Regions from separate parts of the Sus scrofa genome. Here region 2 is linked to region 1. Evidence: chromatin contacts called from public HiChIP or PLAC-seq data. All regions are on one chromosome and are shown on one strand. Each heading gives the region's core, a stretch centred on a gene start, on an enhancer-like site or on the middle of the called end of the contact. The rest is flanking DNA. Distances are from core to core; before and after follow the strand shown.

Region 1 (7,962 bases), core at 2,977-5,476:
AACACTGTTCTGAGTGATTTACATATTTATTAATTTTCAAGCAACTACTGGTGGGTACTACTATCTCCATACTCTAGATAAGAAAACCTAGGCACAGAGATTTAGTACTTTGCATCTAAGTTCCATGGCTAGGACATGACGGAGCCAAGTTTCAACCCAGGCAGAGTCTATATTCTTAACCTTCATGTTATTCTGCTTAAAGAACACTGAGCTAAGAAAAGGGAGCCCTGGGTTTTTGGTCCTGGATCTACCACTAATAACAACCATAATGACAAAAACTTAACAAGCGAACCTCTGAACTCTGTTTCTGATTCAGTAAAATAAGAATGCTGTACTAGAATTTTTTACGGTTCAAATTTTAAGGTTCTGCAGAGAAAGACCATCTTTACTTTCCTCTGCCCAATCTGTTCCTTCCTGCTATCTTCTCTATTACTTAGTGAAGACCGTTTTGCAGAGGTGTTTTTCCTCTCTAAAACCCCCTTGCAATCTCTCATAACAACACCTCTAGGTTTTTTTTGTTTGTTTGTTTTTGGTCTTTTTGCCATTTCTTGGGCCGCTCCCGCAGCATGTGGAGGTTCCCAGGCTAGGGGTCGAATCGGAGCTGTAGCCACCGGCCTACGCCAGAGCCACAGCAACTCGGGGCTCCGAGCCGCATCTGCAACCTACACCACAGCTCATGGCAACGCCGGATCCCTAAACCACTGAGCAAGGCCAGGGATTGAACCTGAAACCACATGGTTCCTAGTTGGATTCGTTAACCACTGAGGCACAAGGGGAACTCCAACACCTCTAGTTCTGGATCACTCCCATTAGCAAGCTTCATTTATGTATTATTACGCATTCTAGCCGTAATAGGTTATACCAAATAAACTGTGACATTAACTTTCTGTAATAACCCCAGATTCTCAATGTCACAATCCAATACCAATTCTTTTCATAATTAAAGAGCTATATCTTCCCTAGTGTGGTACCCTCATCCCCAACCCAAACAAGATCCTTTCAGAAAAAACAATGCTCCTAGTACCTGTAGAGGTTAATATCTGCAAATGATTTGCTATTATTGATGGCAAATACACAAAGGAAGCCTTCGCCTGTCCTCATGTATTGGTCTCTCATGGCACTGTACTCCTCTTGTCCAGCTGTATCCAGTATGTCCAACAGGCAGGTTTCACCATCTATAACCACCTGTTTTCGGTAAGAGTCCTGGGGATGTGGAAGGCAGGGGTTGGGGGGGGCAAGGAGAGAGGGAGATGCCATTTGTATTAAAAATCACAGGGAATGCAACACTACTGCCAAGGTTAAATAAGCTCCTAACCAAGTCCATTTCTGTCTCTTCCTCAAACTACTAATATATAATCACAAACAGAAAGTACTTAATGCCACCCTAGAAAAGCCCCAAGTTCTGTATGTCTGCAGAAAGGAAAATGTGGTCACTCTGTTCCTGGAAAAGATGAAGAAAATGTGGTAATACAAAAGACAGTTCTAATCCACTTAGACTAGAGATTAGGTTCACAGTGTATTTCACTAAAGTATGGACTGGATCGCTCTTATTTGAGCTGTTTATTGTCCGTTTGTAATTTTAAACATACCTCCACCAATTAGAACTTAGCCCTGGATATAGGGTCTTTTGCGTTTAAGACTAAATACACAATTACCTTTCATTTCAAAATTATGATACCAAAATATTTTTCTCATCATGACAGATTATACCTTTGGGAAATATTCCTCAACCAAATTGCTAAAGGTTCCAGACACAGTATAGTTACATTAATTCCTCAGGAACATAGACATGCACAGATCATATTAAAAAATACTTTCGATTTGGCTCTAAGGCAAAAATTTTACTTGTATTTTAATATTTATGTTCTGGAGTTCCCGTCGTGGCTCAGTGGTTAACGAATCCAACTAGGAACCATGAGATTGCGGGTTTGATCCCTGGCCTCGCTCAGTGGGTTAAGGATCTGGCGTTGCTGTGGCTGTGGTATAGCCCAGTGGCTATAGCTCCGTTTAGACCCCTAGCCTGGGAACCTCCATATGCCATGGGTGCGGCCCTAGAAAATAGACAACAACAACAAAAAATACCAAAAAAAAAAAAAAAAAATTATGTTCTGGGAATTCAGTTCAAAGAAAATAACCTCATCACACTTAGTAAAGATCTAGCTACAGAAATGGTATGCAAAATAGTTTGCCAGCCCACTGAACAGCTCCTCTGTAACTCACTCTGATGTGGGATTTTAATATACTTTTAACACAGAAGTCACACTGCCAAAATTTCTTTGAAGCATGAAATATGGTCCAATGTATGAGTGTTCTGAGGAAATGAGCAAAAAAAACAAACACAAAACAAAAACCATAAAGCTATGTTTTAGTTAAACTAATTTATGATAATACAAGTCAATGAAGTGGTTATTTCCTGGCAGGGTATGGGGGTTTGACTAGAAAGGAGCATGAAAAAACTCTCCTGGGCATTAGAAATAGTCTATATTTTTATCTACATGGCGGTTACATAGTATACACAAATTTAAGATATAGATAAAATAAAATACATTTTATTTATAAAAATATTTTATAAAATATAAAATAAATAAAACTGAAAAAATAATAAAATGTTCTAACCATGAACACTAAAGCTATTAGGCCTAAAATAAATTCTGCCAAGGACTAATGACTAATTTTTAGTAACGACTCTATAAGAATTAGCTTGCCTTAAACACTCAGTGGCTGGGTGGTAGGAAGAGCAGGGTGTGGATTAAAATAAAATAATCTCTAGAATTAGACATTCTAAATTGAATAAGATTACAAAATTCTGTACTTAAAGGACTTTAGATGCCATTTACTGAAGCCCATGTGTAACATGAACTCTCGCAAAAACAAAAGAATCTTTAAATAAGTAATAGTTACAGCAGTGCTCTACCAATCACAAAATTTTAATAGTTTTTCACAACATCCCTTGAGTGGCAGGCAAAAACAAGTTTATTGTAATTTAATAGATGAGGAAAATGAGGCTCAGAGAGATTAAATGATTTGCTCACTATCACATTACTACAGAAACTGCAAAGAGGGACCGTATTCCCAGGCACAGTGACTCAAAATTTCATACTCTTTCTACCCCAACTCAGTCTCAGCTGCTTCAACTAGCTAAAAAACACCCATCTCCGAATCCTTTATCTCCATCCTGCTATTATTCAATTATTCTATCTATGGCCCGTGCTTCTTTTTAACAGAGCTATCATATATGTAGAAACTTGGAGTTCAACATTGATTCTGCAATAGTTTACAAAACTGATTTTAGAAAATGTTCAGCAGCTAATAAAGTGAACCCTTATTCACAAACATGGAAAGCTTTACTTATTGTATTACTGAACACAGTGTCCCAAACAATTTTACTTTCTCTCCAGATTACTCCTTTAGTTAAGTTAAAGTATAGCTGAAGGGGATGGGAAAGGGAATGGCTAAGAGTAAACCTAGAGAGCGGCTAAGGGTCAGCGCACTACCACTGGGCCTCACCTCTATGGTGGGATCATATTCATCTACAAAGTGGTTCTGGATTAGCTGGATTGTCAGTGCGCTTTTCCCAACACCACCTGCTCCAACCACCACCAGTTTGTACTCAGTCATTTCACACCAGCAAGAACCTGTGGGAAAGCAGCAGTTAGGGTTAACTGGCGAACCACATCTACAGTACTTCAAAGCTTTCTGTAATCAACAGTAACTAAAACCAGAGTTTGAAATGTATCGGTTCCATACTTTCACCCACTTGGTCCTCAAAGTGATTCAGGAGTGCAAAAACATTTGCAGGTTACTGTTGGCCACAGAATTCTGGATTAATGTTCCAGCTACCCCCACCCTCATCTATTTTTCAAGTCTTTGGGCCCCGCCCTCAGCCTAGGGTAAAGGAAACCCTTCTTCCTACTCGTCCTGCAAATCTTCTCAGCTCTAGGGGGCGGCCTTCAGGTGGCCCCCTCTTCTTACTCCCCTACCCGTATCCAAAGAGCTCCCCCATAAGGGATCAGAACGAAAGAACCCCCCACCCCAAACCTCCCGCCCAGGGCCTTTGTCTCCAGCTCTCAGGTTCCGCTCGACTCCTGGCAACAAGGAGTCATCAGTATGCTCCAAAGCCGAATGCTACACACGCCAAAGACTTACCTCAAGCTCCGCCGCCTCCGCTTGGGACAGATTAGAACCACAACCGGGAAAAATGTTGGAGACCCCGGAACCGCCATGAACAGCCCCCACCAGGGAGCGGCACTTCCGGCCCCGCCCGCTACGTAATCAGTCAGCGCCCCGGGCGCCGGAGTCCCCGCCCCAGCCACGTGGGCCTCCGACCCAGAGTCACGCGGCAGGCCGCACCCAGACCCGTCCCTCCCATACAGGACGTTTTAATAATGAAAGCGCTTAGGTGCTAGTGTCTCAAAAATCAGTAAAACTTTATTCGCTTCCATTCTTTCGCCATTAACAGAAAACCGGAGAAAGCAAAAATGTTATGTTTACAAAGATAAACGGCCTCTTTACCCAGAGAAGATCAAAACCTCAAACGACAACGGGGAAGACAGAAGCACCCTCCCCCACATCCCCTGAGCTGACCCTTGTCATCTTAAGACAAAGCCTTTAGTCCACTGGCCAGGGACCCTGTATATGGCCAATTCAAGATGAGGGCCAAGAAATCAAGACCAATCCGTTCCCGTGATATAAAGTTGAATATAAGCTACACCAAGGGTCAAGTGCCTGTATTTTTACAGGACACAGGAACCAGGCGGCTACTATAAAAAAAACAAGATTCATTTCAGGCACAACTTTTTTATTTTCTTGTTTTGTTTTGAAATCATTAAAAGAAACTGGGTCCTAGAAGCTGCAGTGATCTAAGCAGCAGCAAGTTTGTGCATTCGTCTTTTTTTTTGTTTAAATATGTTTAAATTATCATACTGCTGGCACACCTCATTTGCATGAAATTCTGCACCATACATACTAATTGTAGTAAAGTTACCCCCCAATCCCGGGGTGGGGGGGTAGAAAAAAAACAAAAAAACACCCTACTCTGGAAGATAATTTTCACTGAAATCTAACCAAACTTGGTTAAGTGGACTTTTTGACAAGATTATAAATGATATGAAAAATAACATTTTAACATTTGGCCATCAACTTAAGGAAATGGTTTGCCTATACAAATTTCTGTAATTTTTAATGTATTCTACCCTCATATAGTCCTCAGAATTAAAGCATAATGAAAAGGAAAGAAAAGAAAAGGAAAAAGAATGCAACTGAGTGCTAAGGCAGAATATCTTGCCAGAAGTAATGAAGGTATATACTAAATACCAAGTGCAGAATTTCATTGGGCCAACACGATAACAGTCTGTATCACTTACACAGGCGAAGTGGATTTTGCAATTACCAGTTGCGTTAAATGCACCAAATAAAGCTCCTAAAATTGATACTATAAGGCGCCACCTTAAGTTTTCCAGGCTGCAACTGTGCATAATTTTAAAATGGTTTTCTTAAATTTATTTATTTTTTTAAACATAACACGAGGAAGGTGTTAAAACTGGTGTAATAGCTCAATATAATAAGTATTCCAGATTTTGGGAGGGATGAAAAGGGAGATATTCAGAACCCTTCACCAGAATCCCCCCAACTTGATCATAGTGGATTAATGATGTGCTTTGTGGATGTGGTTAGTCAATGACACCAGCTTGACGGATCTTTCTTTCTGCACCAAATCCCTGTGAAGAAATAAAATTGCAGTTAATGACAACCACACAGTACATTCACAATTCCAAAATGGACTACAAAAGCATTAAACTGTCTCAGCCACCACAAATTCTCTGGCAGAAAAGAACTGGACATCTTACAGTAAGCCATCCTGATCTATTGCCTAAACTATGTTCAAAGTATCAGGAACACCACGAAATGTGCTTCTTATTGTAAACACCTGTTATGTTAGTGGCTGAAACAATGGGCAGGGAATCCTAACTCGTTATAAGTAACAGTGCAGCTTCTTGGTAAATTAAGCTCTCTGAGTCTAAAATAGGACTTCAAATAGAATATTGGTCTGTCAGTGGTTGTGCCCCCAAACCTTGTACACCTTCGTACCATTGAGTTATCTGGTCCCCTTGGCTGACGAAGAACCATTAGGCGAGGAGCACTGGCATCATCCAGGGTGATGTTCTTCAAACGATTGACCAGCCTATCAGGTCGTGGAGCTGCAACAGCCTTGGGGCCCTCGCTGTGACAAAATCAAGAAGTGAGAAGTAACACTTGGTAAGAAGATGGTATTTGCAGAGGAGTGTATTTTCACCTAACCAAATGACTCAGTTTTAATGAGAGGGGACTCTTGCCTCACCTAGCTAACTAGCTGGAAAGACAGGACAGTCAAGTTCGTTTTTGTTTTTATTCCCAACTCACAGTTTATTACTGCGTAGGAGCTGGAAGAATCATTTGAGTGAGGGGCATCCCTATACTGGTCAGCAACTAGAAAGACCAGTTCCACAGACATACAAAACAAAGTAGCGGGTATGAAAAACCTTAGAAAAGGAAAATATGAAGAAATATTTCCAGAAACTCTCAGCTCTTCACATGCTAAAATGTTATTAACCAAAACAAAAACACAGTGTAAAAACTATAAAATTAGAATTTTATGCAGCATATAACCTAGAAATTGCTTGATGGAAGAAAAAGAGCTAAGCAGAATCCTTCAGAACTATATAATCTTTTTATACTTAAGACTTATTATACTGTAAGCACCCAATTAATGTTTCATTGGGCCACATCTATGGAACTAAAATTTAGACAAAGACAAGAGGTTCAAAAAGAGGACGTGGAGTTCCCGTCGTGGCGCAGGGGTTAACGAATCCGACTAGGAACCATGAGGTTGCGGGTTCGGTCCCTGCCCTTGCTCAGTGGGTTAATGATCCGGCGTTGCCGTGAGCTGTGGTGTAGGTTGCAGACGCGGCTCGGATCCCGAGTTGCTGTGGCTCTGGCGTAGGCTGGTGGCTACAGCTCCGGTTCGACCCCTAGCCTGGGAACCTCCATATGCCGCGGGAGCGGCCCAAGAAATAGCAACAACAACAACAACAACAACAACAACAACAAAAAGACCAAAAAAAAAAAAGGACGTATCAAGAAATAAGCAGAAAGTGGCAAGAGGATAACAAAAAACAGTGATGGAAAAGTGAAGAAATACGATGAAGCAGAGATTACAAAAGTCAAGAGACAGTCCCGAGAGATTACTGATCAACAACAATTAACAAAAAACTCACCAGACTCGCCAAACATTACAGGCACTGCACTTGCCAGTGCGCTGATTAAGAATCACTGAGAATTCCACTTCATCTCCTGCCTGCAGCTCAATGCCATCCTGAACTTCTTTCACATGGAAAAAAAGCTTCTTGCTATCTCCTACTTCATAGTTAATGAAGCCAAACTGAAATTAAAAAGATAGTAGCTAAAAAAAATGACATACCACAGGAGAGAAAAGAAACTCACTTTGAACAAAGAACAATGCTTGATCCTAACTAGAAGGGGATCTTATAAAACATGGTGTCAATGCTGAGGTTCAGCCGCCTGAGCTGTAATACAACCACACTTGAGTCTGCAGATCTTATCAGGAAAGTAATGTATCTGAAATCAGTGCCATTCATGCTATCATAGCTTGAGAAACTAAAAAAGGTGTCTTGTGTCTTAATACATTGCATAAACTAAGTTTCTGAATTAAACAAAATTAATAGGAAGCTGTTACTTGAACATATGTATTGTTTTGATCCCTTTTAAAATTACTAAGCTGGGTTATCATATTATTAGAAACAGCCATACAAAAAATGTTGTGGTCTGCTGTATAGCACTGGGAACTGTATATAATGACTTGTAATGGAGCATGACGGAGGATAATGTAAGAAAAAGAATGTGTGTATCTGTATGACTGGGTCACTTTGCTCTACAGTAGAAAATTGATGGTTTTGTAAACCAAGT
Region 2 (7,962 bases), core at 3,801-6,300, 730 kb before region 1:
CGCAGGCAGCAGGCGTTTGTGGCCCCGCTCTCCCAAGCCCCCTACGCCTTCCAGCATGGCAGCCCACTACACTCGTCGGGCCACCCACACCTCGCCCCAGCCCCTGCTCACCTGCCAAGCCAGCCTCACCTGTATACGTATGCTGCCCCCACCTCTGCTGCTGCATTGGGCTCCACCAGCTCCATTGCTCATCTCTTCTCCCCCCAGGGCTCCTCAAGGCATGCTGCAGCCTATACCACCCACCCTAGCACTCTGGTGCACCAGGTCCCTGTCAGTGTTGGGCCCAGTCTCCTCACTTCTGCCAGCGTGGCCCCTGCTCAGTACCAACACCAGTTTGCCACCCAGTCTTATATTGGGTCTTCCCGAGGCTCAGCAATTTACACTGGATATCCACTGAGTCCTACCAAGATCAGCCAGTATTCGTACTTGTAGTTGGTGAGCATGAGGGAGGAGGGGTCAGAGTTCGTAATCATGGGCTGTGAAGAGCTCCTTCCTCCCTTACCCTCTCCTGAAACTCCGTAGCCAGCAACTTGCTCTGCAGGGGCCCACTGAAGCAGAAGGCTTTTCTCTGGGGAACCTGTCTCAGTGTTGACTGCATTGTTGTAGTCTCCCAAAGTCTGCCCTATTTTTTACTTCTTCGTTTTTGTGACAGCATTTTTGGTATTTGGAAGAGTTCAGATGCCCATCTTCTGCAATTACCCAGGAAGAGAGATCATTCTGAAGTTAGCCTTTGAAAAATATTTTCTCTCTTTGACTTGATTTCTATAAATGCTTTTAAAAACAAGTGAAGCCCCTCTTTATTTAACTTTATTGTATTGTAATTGCTGATCAGAGGACAATGCTGATAGGAAGACTAGAAATCTGGTAACAAATGAGAAAAGAAAGAATCATTACTTTCTGCTTATTTAAAAACCAAGACTTAATCGCTTACTTTAAGAGCAACTTGCACAAGTCTATATTTTACTATCTCGCACTTCTCCTGAAGATTTTACCCTTGCTAATGGGACATTTAGTGTTTTAGTTTTATTTTCATGTGACATTATACTTAATGGAAAATTGTTATTTTCTGCAAAACTGGTTACATGCTACTTTGTGTTGCTTTTGGGGTTCTCTCAGTTGCTCCTGTGTTAATTATAGAGTAATGTTAAAGAGGCAGCTCACCATTTGCTGGCAACTTAGTGTGTGAGAGAATCTATACCTACCGTGAAAGCATCAGGTATTTTTTAATGAAGCCCTGTGTGTTCTTTTTAAATTATTTTTTAAAAGTCCTTCTCTCTGATTCAGCTTAAATTTTATTACTAGAAAAGCCATTAAGGTGGTTATTATTGTATGGTGGTGATTGACCTATTATACGCAAAATCTCTTTGTATTATGCGATACTGGCATTGATGAGCTTTGCCCGAAGATTTAGAATGAATTTTCAGTAATACACCTCTCTCTCTCTTTGCCTCATCTCTTCCTTCATTCTATGTGATTTATTTGGGGCAAAAGCTAGAGAATCTGACACCAGATAAGAACGTTGTGTATAGCTTTTATACTTTAAAGTAGCTTTCTTTGTATGCCAGCAGCAAATTGAATGCTCTCTTATTAAGACTTACACAATAAGTGCATGTAGGAATTGCAAAATATTTTAAAAATTTATTACTGAATTTAAAAATATTTTAGAAGTTTTGTAATTGGTGGTGTTTTAATATTTTGCATAATTAAATATGTACATATTGATTAGAAGACTATAACAAGCAATTTTTCCTGCTAACCCAAAATGTTATTTGTAATCAAATGTGTAGTGATTACACTTGAATTGTGTATTTAGTGTGTATCTGATCCTCCAGTGTTACCCCCGGAGATGAGATTGATGTCTCCATTGTATTTAAACCAAAATGAACTGATACTTGTTGGAATGTATGTGAACTAATTGCAACTATATTAGAGCATATTACTGTAGTGCTGAGTGAGCAGGGGCATTGCCTGCAAGGAGAGGAGACCCTTGGAATTGTTTTGCACAGGTGTGTCTGGTGAGGAGTTGTTCAGTGTGTGTCTCTTCCTTCCTTCTCTCCTCCTTCCCTTCTTGTAGTGCCTTATATGATAATGTAGTGGTTAATAGAGTTTACAGTGAGCTTGCCTTAGGATGGACCAGCAAGCCCCCGTGGACCCTGAGCTGTTCACTGGGATTTATCAGAACAGGATTGATTAGTAGCTGTGTTGTGTATATGCATTGTTCTCAGTTTCCCTGCCGACAGTGAAAAATAAAAACAGCAGCTTCTCTTTTTTACTGTCACCTCTACCCCTTTCCATGTTGGAGTCTCAGCTGAGTTCTCACAGAAGCATTTTCCCCACGTGGCTCTCTCACTGTGCGTTGCTACCTTGCTTCTGTGAGAATTTGGGAAGCAGGTGAGAGGAGTCAAGCCAATATTAAATATGCATTTTTTTAAGTATGTGCAATCACTTTTAGATGAGATTTATTTTTTCCTTTATTCCATGTGGCAGTCCTTCCTGCAAATAGTTGACATTCCTAGTAAAATATTTGCTTGTTGACAAAACATGTAACAGATGTGTTTATACCAAAGAGCCTGTTGTATTGCTTACCACGTCCCCATGCTATGAGGAAGAGTTTTGTGATGCCGCTGGTGACAGGGAACTCACAGAAAGGTTTCTTAGCCGGTGAAGAATATCGAGAAGGAACCAAAGCCTGTTGAGTCATTGGGCTCTTGAGGTTTCTTTGTAACAACTGTGGATTCTTGGGGCCCTTCAAATTGTGAAATTGTCCTTGTACTCTCAGCTCCTGCTCGGATCTGGGTCAGGTAGAGGGCACTAGGGATGGCGAAGTTCCTGCCCGTGAAAGATTTAGGGGAAGAAGGTTAACCCTGAGATCTAAACGTGTTCCATCTGAACTGAAAGTTATATATTTGAGGGATAAGTCTAGGACTGGTTCTTTGTAAAGATGGTGTCAAGGAGGTGCAGGATGGAGATGGGAGATTTCATGGAGCCTGGTCAGCAAGCTCTGTACCAGGTTGAACACCGAGGAGCTGTCAAGGTATTTGGAATATCTTCATTGTAAGTAGGAAGGGCTTTCAAGAGGGGACAGATAGTCAGTACAGCCGACCAGGAACATGTCGGCGTTTTCTATATATATTTTTTATCATTATATTGAGTTGTGTTTTCAGCATTATTGGTCAAGATACCCAAGCAGTTTGTATAGTTTCTGTCACTAGTATTACATAGTTTTCTGGTCAGCGTGTGTGATCTTTGTGTCTCTTTTTGCCAAGCACATTCTCATTTTCTTGCTCAAAGACAGATCTAGTTTCTGATGGAAACATTTTTTGTTCCTTATCTTTCTTCTACAAGGGATAAGATTTGTTGTTTTTGTAAGAAATGAGATGCAGGAAAAAAAAAAAAAAAAAAAAAAAAAAAACACCACAAAACACTCCACTCCTACCCACCCCTCCCCACCCCCAGTCCAATGAGTGGATACCACTTAAGATAGGAGTCTTCACAGGGAGAAGACAATACCAAGAGCTTGTATTGTTACCTTAATCACCTTACTAGCAATGTGTGGCTTTAAGAATTTTAAACATTTTCAGTCTTAGTTTGCAAATTGGCATTTCAGACTTACCAAGATAAAAACATCCACCCATGTCTGTGTATATGTGCTCAGTGTGGCTTTAGAGCCTGTCCCTGGGGCTTAACATTACTGGCCCTGACAGGATGGGGGAAGCCCCTGGAATTAAGTGAGCATCTGGCCCAGGTCACAGTGGCCTGACCTCAGATCAGCTTAAGGCTTTAGGTCCTCTCAGAATTTGTATTTCCAACTTCTCCCCTTCGGGGTGAGAGAGGAAGTGGGAAGGGTTAGGTACAGCCACTCTAGGCTCAGCAGGACACTAGATCATTCCAGAGTTTTCAGTCGCTTCCAGGAAGTGATACTACAGTCAGTGCTCAGCTAAAATCCCCAGGCCCAGGAATAACTCCACTTAAACAGTTGTGACCATCCATCGTCCTCCACTAGAGGGGCTGAGCTTGACTGCCTAGAGCCAGGCAAGCACAGTAGTGTGTGTTTTCTTCAGCATTATTATGCAAAACCCACTGGTTAGGGTGATTTATTTTAGGATAGGAAATGAAATTGCCTCTCAGTGACAGGAATGACCCAAGCCTGCTTCCTATTTCGATTTTTTTTTTTTTTAAACTGATGGATGGTGCAGCATGTCTACATGGTTGTTTGTTGCTAAACTTTATATAATGTGTGGTTTTGATTCAGCTTGAAAAATAATCTCACTACATGTAGCAGTACATTTTATGTACATTATATGTATTGTTAGTATTTCTGCTTTGAACCCTTGATATTGCAATGGAATTCCAACTTTATTAAATGTATTTGATATGCTAGTTATTGTGTGCGATTTAAACTTTTTTTGCTTTCTCCCTTTTCCGGTTGTGCGCTTCCTTTTACAACAAGCCTCTAGAAACAGTTTCTGAGAATTACTGAGCTTTGTTTGTAATGCAGATGTACTTAGGGAGTATGTAAAATAATCATTTTAACAAAGGAAATAGATATTTAAAATTTAATACTAACTATGGGAAAAGGGTCCATTGTGTAAAACATAGTTTATCTTTGGATTCAATGTTTGTCTTTAGTTTTACAAAGTAGCTTGTATTTTCAGTATTTTCTACATAATATGGTAAAATGTAGAGCAATTGCAATGCATCAATAAAATGGATAAATTTTCTGATTCAAGTGGCTCTCTTTGATTTCTGTTGTAAGTGTTCCAAAGGGTCGGTAATAGGCATCTTTGGAATGGCCAGGTCCATTGCATCTGAACCTCAGTAGAGTGTTAGAGGCAAATTCATTCTTCATACAGATCTCCACGCAGAAATGAATAGGGGTCGGTAGAGGACGCTTCCCAAGAATGGAGCGTCCAGGGCCCTAACTTAAGATCATCTGGATCTGGCCCTCTGAAAGAGGCACAGACTTCTCACACTGGTTGTAATTAAACTTTGCCTCCTAGCATGTTCCACCAGACATCTAAAGTAGCAGAATGAAAATAAGAATAACCACAAGAAGATACTATTTTTTTCCCAGAGGAGAAGGACATCTGATCAGATTTCTCTTGATTAAAGTGAGTAAAATTTCTCCTGATAAGGAATTAGAGCTTCATTCACTGCAGGTCTCTGAATAAATGCTGTGTTTGTTTGAATTCTTTTGATGCATGTGTTTTAGGACAAGGGTACCTTACGGTGGCCATTAATTCATTTTGGGCTGGCTCCTGCAGTCCTACTTTGGATATGGAAATGAGAAACATTTAGAAAGGCCCTTTGGGGCCATAACCAAGAGAAATGATCCATAATCTCTTCTCTCCTATTGGTAGGGAAGTCAGAATGCATTTATTTTGATTTAGACTCAACATGTTTTTCTGATTTTTTTCCCCCTAAATAGATGAGTGTAAAATTAATGTGAACTCACTCAACACTCCCCAAGTTTGGTAAGAGAATATGCATAGATGATTTCAGGCAAAGGAAGACTATATATAGAAAAGCTCTGCTGTCAGTCTCACGTCTAGATAATCAAGAATTAATTTACTCATTTCTCAATGACCTATTTTTGGGCTTTTTTTTATATAATTGTTTATTTCAATTACATTCTCTTAGGCTAAATCAGAGAGAGATTGAGATAGCCCTCATAAATAATTGAATAGCCCCATGGGGAAGGCTGCATTTTAATCATGAAAATCCCTGTAAATTCAATCTACTTGGCTTGCTTTGTGGAAAATTTTCCTCAAGAGGTGAAGTCTAAGCCTTGGTTTCCCTGTTAATCCTGAGATGACATCAGGTGCTTATTTAGCACAAGGTGGCGCCAATGAGCTCTAGAAGAGGTAGTACAGACGACCTCCAAGGCCTTTTTTCCCATCTCTTCCCCATAACCCTCATCACCCCTGCTTCCGGCTTCCACTAAAGGCAGAAAACAATTCACACTATTTTATTGCCGGTAAAGGAAGGAATTAATGAAGGATGTTTCTTCATTCAGCACTGGGAGCATTCTGAAACAGGAACAGAGTTTGCTGTTTTCTCTGGGGCCTCTGCCTCCTGCTGCTAGCATCTTTTCCTTGGTGACTGCCCAGAAGGCCTTTGCCCTGGGGTTTCCAATCTCCTTCCCTTCTTCTGGGGAGCCTACCAGCCCAGGCGGGAGGTGGTTAAGGCTTCTGGCTTCTCTGTAACAGGGCCATCTGTGTTTGATCAATCCAGGCGGAAGGGAGGGGGTGGCGGCCCGTAAGGAGACTGAAAGCATTCCAGAGTAGTGAGGGAGACTGGGAGATCCAGAAAGAGAGGAGGCACCGCCCCCAGCCCGCCTCCAAAGCTAGCCGCGCCGCCCGCTAGAGTGGAGGAGGCTGGCCGCACGACTGCACGCTGCCGGGCCCTGCTCTCCCGCTGCCATGGGGCCCCGCACTCCTGTCCTCATCCTGGTCCTTTTGTCGTGGTCGGGACCCATTCAAGGACAGCAGCAGCACCTTGTGGAGTACATGGAACGCCGACTAGCTGCTTTAGAGGTAAGTGACTCCTTCTCTCCTGGCCCCGCCTGGAAGGATTCCACAGCTTCTGTTGATTTGCCCAGTTTGTCGGGGATCTGGGGATGACTAGTTAGGGCTCTGTAAGAACCTACAGAAAACTCCCTCTTTTAATAAGAGGACCTTCAAAATGGCAAGCCCTCCTCTTCCCCCACATGCATAGGGCAATTCCAGAGCAGAGACCTTTGCATTTTACCCCTGGGGTTAGATGGGATAAGGGAACAGAGTAGAAATGAGAGCTAGGGTTGTGCGGGTGCATTTCAGGCTGAGCTGATGATTCTGTGAAAGTTGGAAGTTCTCAGCGAATCTGCAACTTTCTGCCTTTTCAACAGTTTGAAGTCTGTAGCAGCCTATTCCTGAGAGGAGGCTTGTATAATGGAGCTGAGACCCCTTCTCACCCTCAGGCGCTCAGACTGCCCCAGAGGCTCAGAAGACTCAGTGGCCCTGCTCACAGAACGCGGGCTGAAGGACAGACGTGGAGACGGGGCCTTGGTGAATCTCAGCCGGGCTCTCTGCACATTTAGCATCTCTGAACATTTGGTTTCCTTTCGGTGGGGGTTGAAGGGGATGTTGATGCCTGGCTGAGTTTGTACTTTTCCCTGTTCCCAACTCCCTGGTTGGGCCTCTCCCTGCCTGGGAGCTGTAACCCTTCAGCCCTCCCTCCTGCTACCCCGTCGTCCCTTCAGGAACGGCTGGCCCAGTGCCAAGACCAGAGTAGTCGGCACGCTGCTGAGCTGCGCGACTTCAAGAACAAGATGCTGCCGCTGCTGGAGGTGGCCGAGAAGGAGCGGGAGGCGCTGAGAACTGAGGCTGACACCATTGCGGGGAGAGTGGACCGTCTGGAGCGGGAGGTGGACTATCTGGAGACCCAGAACCCAGCCTCACCCTGTGTGGAGGTTGATGAGAAGGTGACCGGAGGCCCTGGGACCAAAGGCAAGGGCAGAAGAAGAAATGAGAAGTACGACATGGTGACAGGTAAGTGATCTCAAACAGGCTCCTGACACTCAGTACCTTTACTCGTCCTTGGCTCTTTCCCTTTTCTTTCCTCCGTGTCCCGGTCCCTTGAGCTCTGTCTTCTGGAATCTCTTAGGGAAATCTGTGGTGTCAGGTTTGTTAAGGAGAGTTTCTGGGGACCCAAGCCTCTGTGGTGCGCTTTTTCCCCGGCCTCCGTAAGAGTGGAGGCGTCCACGGGGCAAATGCCTTCTCTTCTCCGAATGGCCCACCGTGGGGGGTTCCTGCAGTGAGCATCTAACTCGTGCCTGTGTTTCCTTGTCCTGTACTTTTCTCCTTTCCCACCAGACTGTGGCTACACAATCTCTCAGGTGAGATCAATGAAGATCCTGAAGCGGTTCGGTGGCCCAGCTGGTCTATGGACCAAGGATCCACTGGGGCCCACAGAGAAGATCTT

What was found. HiChIP or PLAC-seq counts read pairs in DNA pulled down with a chosen protein or histone mark.
Region 2: an H3K27ac HiChIP or PLAC-seq map of alveolar macrophages shows a contact between it and region 1. The contact joins the promoter of OLFML3 here to the promoter of NRAS in region 1. A contact is called at or near these places in 1 of 5 promoter capture datasets (fetal liver) and 1 of 2 datasets of contacts at active chromatin or transcription factors (alveolar macrophages).

What each region holds. Positions count from the first base shown.
Region 1 is chr4:105,842,177-105,850,138 of Sscrofa11.1, reverse strand. NRAS (NRAS proto-oncogene, GTPase) reads right to left here and starts at 4,226. Exons shown (of 7, transcript NM_001044537.1): 1 at 4,147-4,226; 2 at 3,508-3,635; 3 at 1,025-1,203. The coding sequence starts at 3,618. It overlaps CSDE1 (cold shock domain-containing protein E1), which reads right to left. Exons shown (of 19, transcript XM_005655417.3): 17 at 7,254-7,417; 18 at 6,088-6,220; 19 at 4,404-5,717. The coding sequence ends at 5,670.
Region 2 is chr4:106,568,174-106,576,135 of Sscrofa11.1, reverse strand. OLFML3 (olfactomedin-like protein 3) reads left to right here and starts at 5,050. Exons shown (of 3, transcript XM_021090022.1): 1 at 5,050-6,536; 2 at 6,887-7,529; 3 at 7,854-7,962. The coding sequence starts at 7,310. It overlaps HIPK1 (homeodomain-interacting protein kinase 1), which reads left to right. Exons shown (of 16, transcript XM_021090012.1): 16 at 1-4,727. The coding sequence ends at 432. All of the region lies in intron 2 of LOC102157897 (a long non-coding RNA gene), which reads right to left.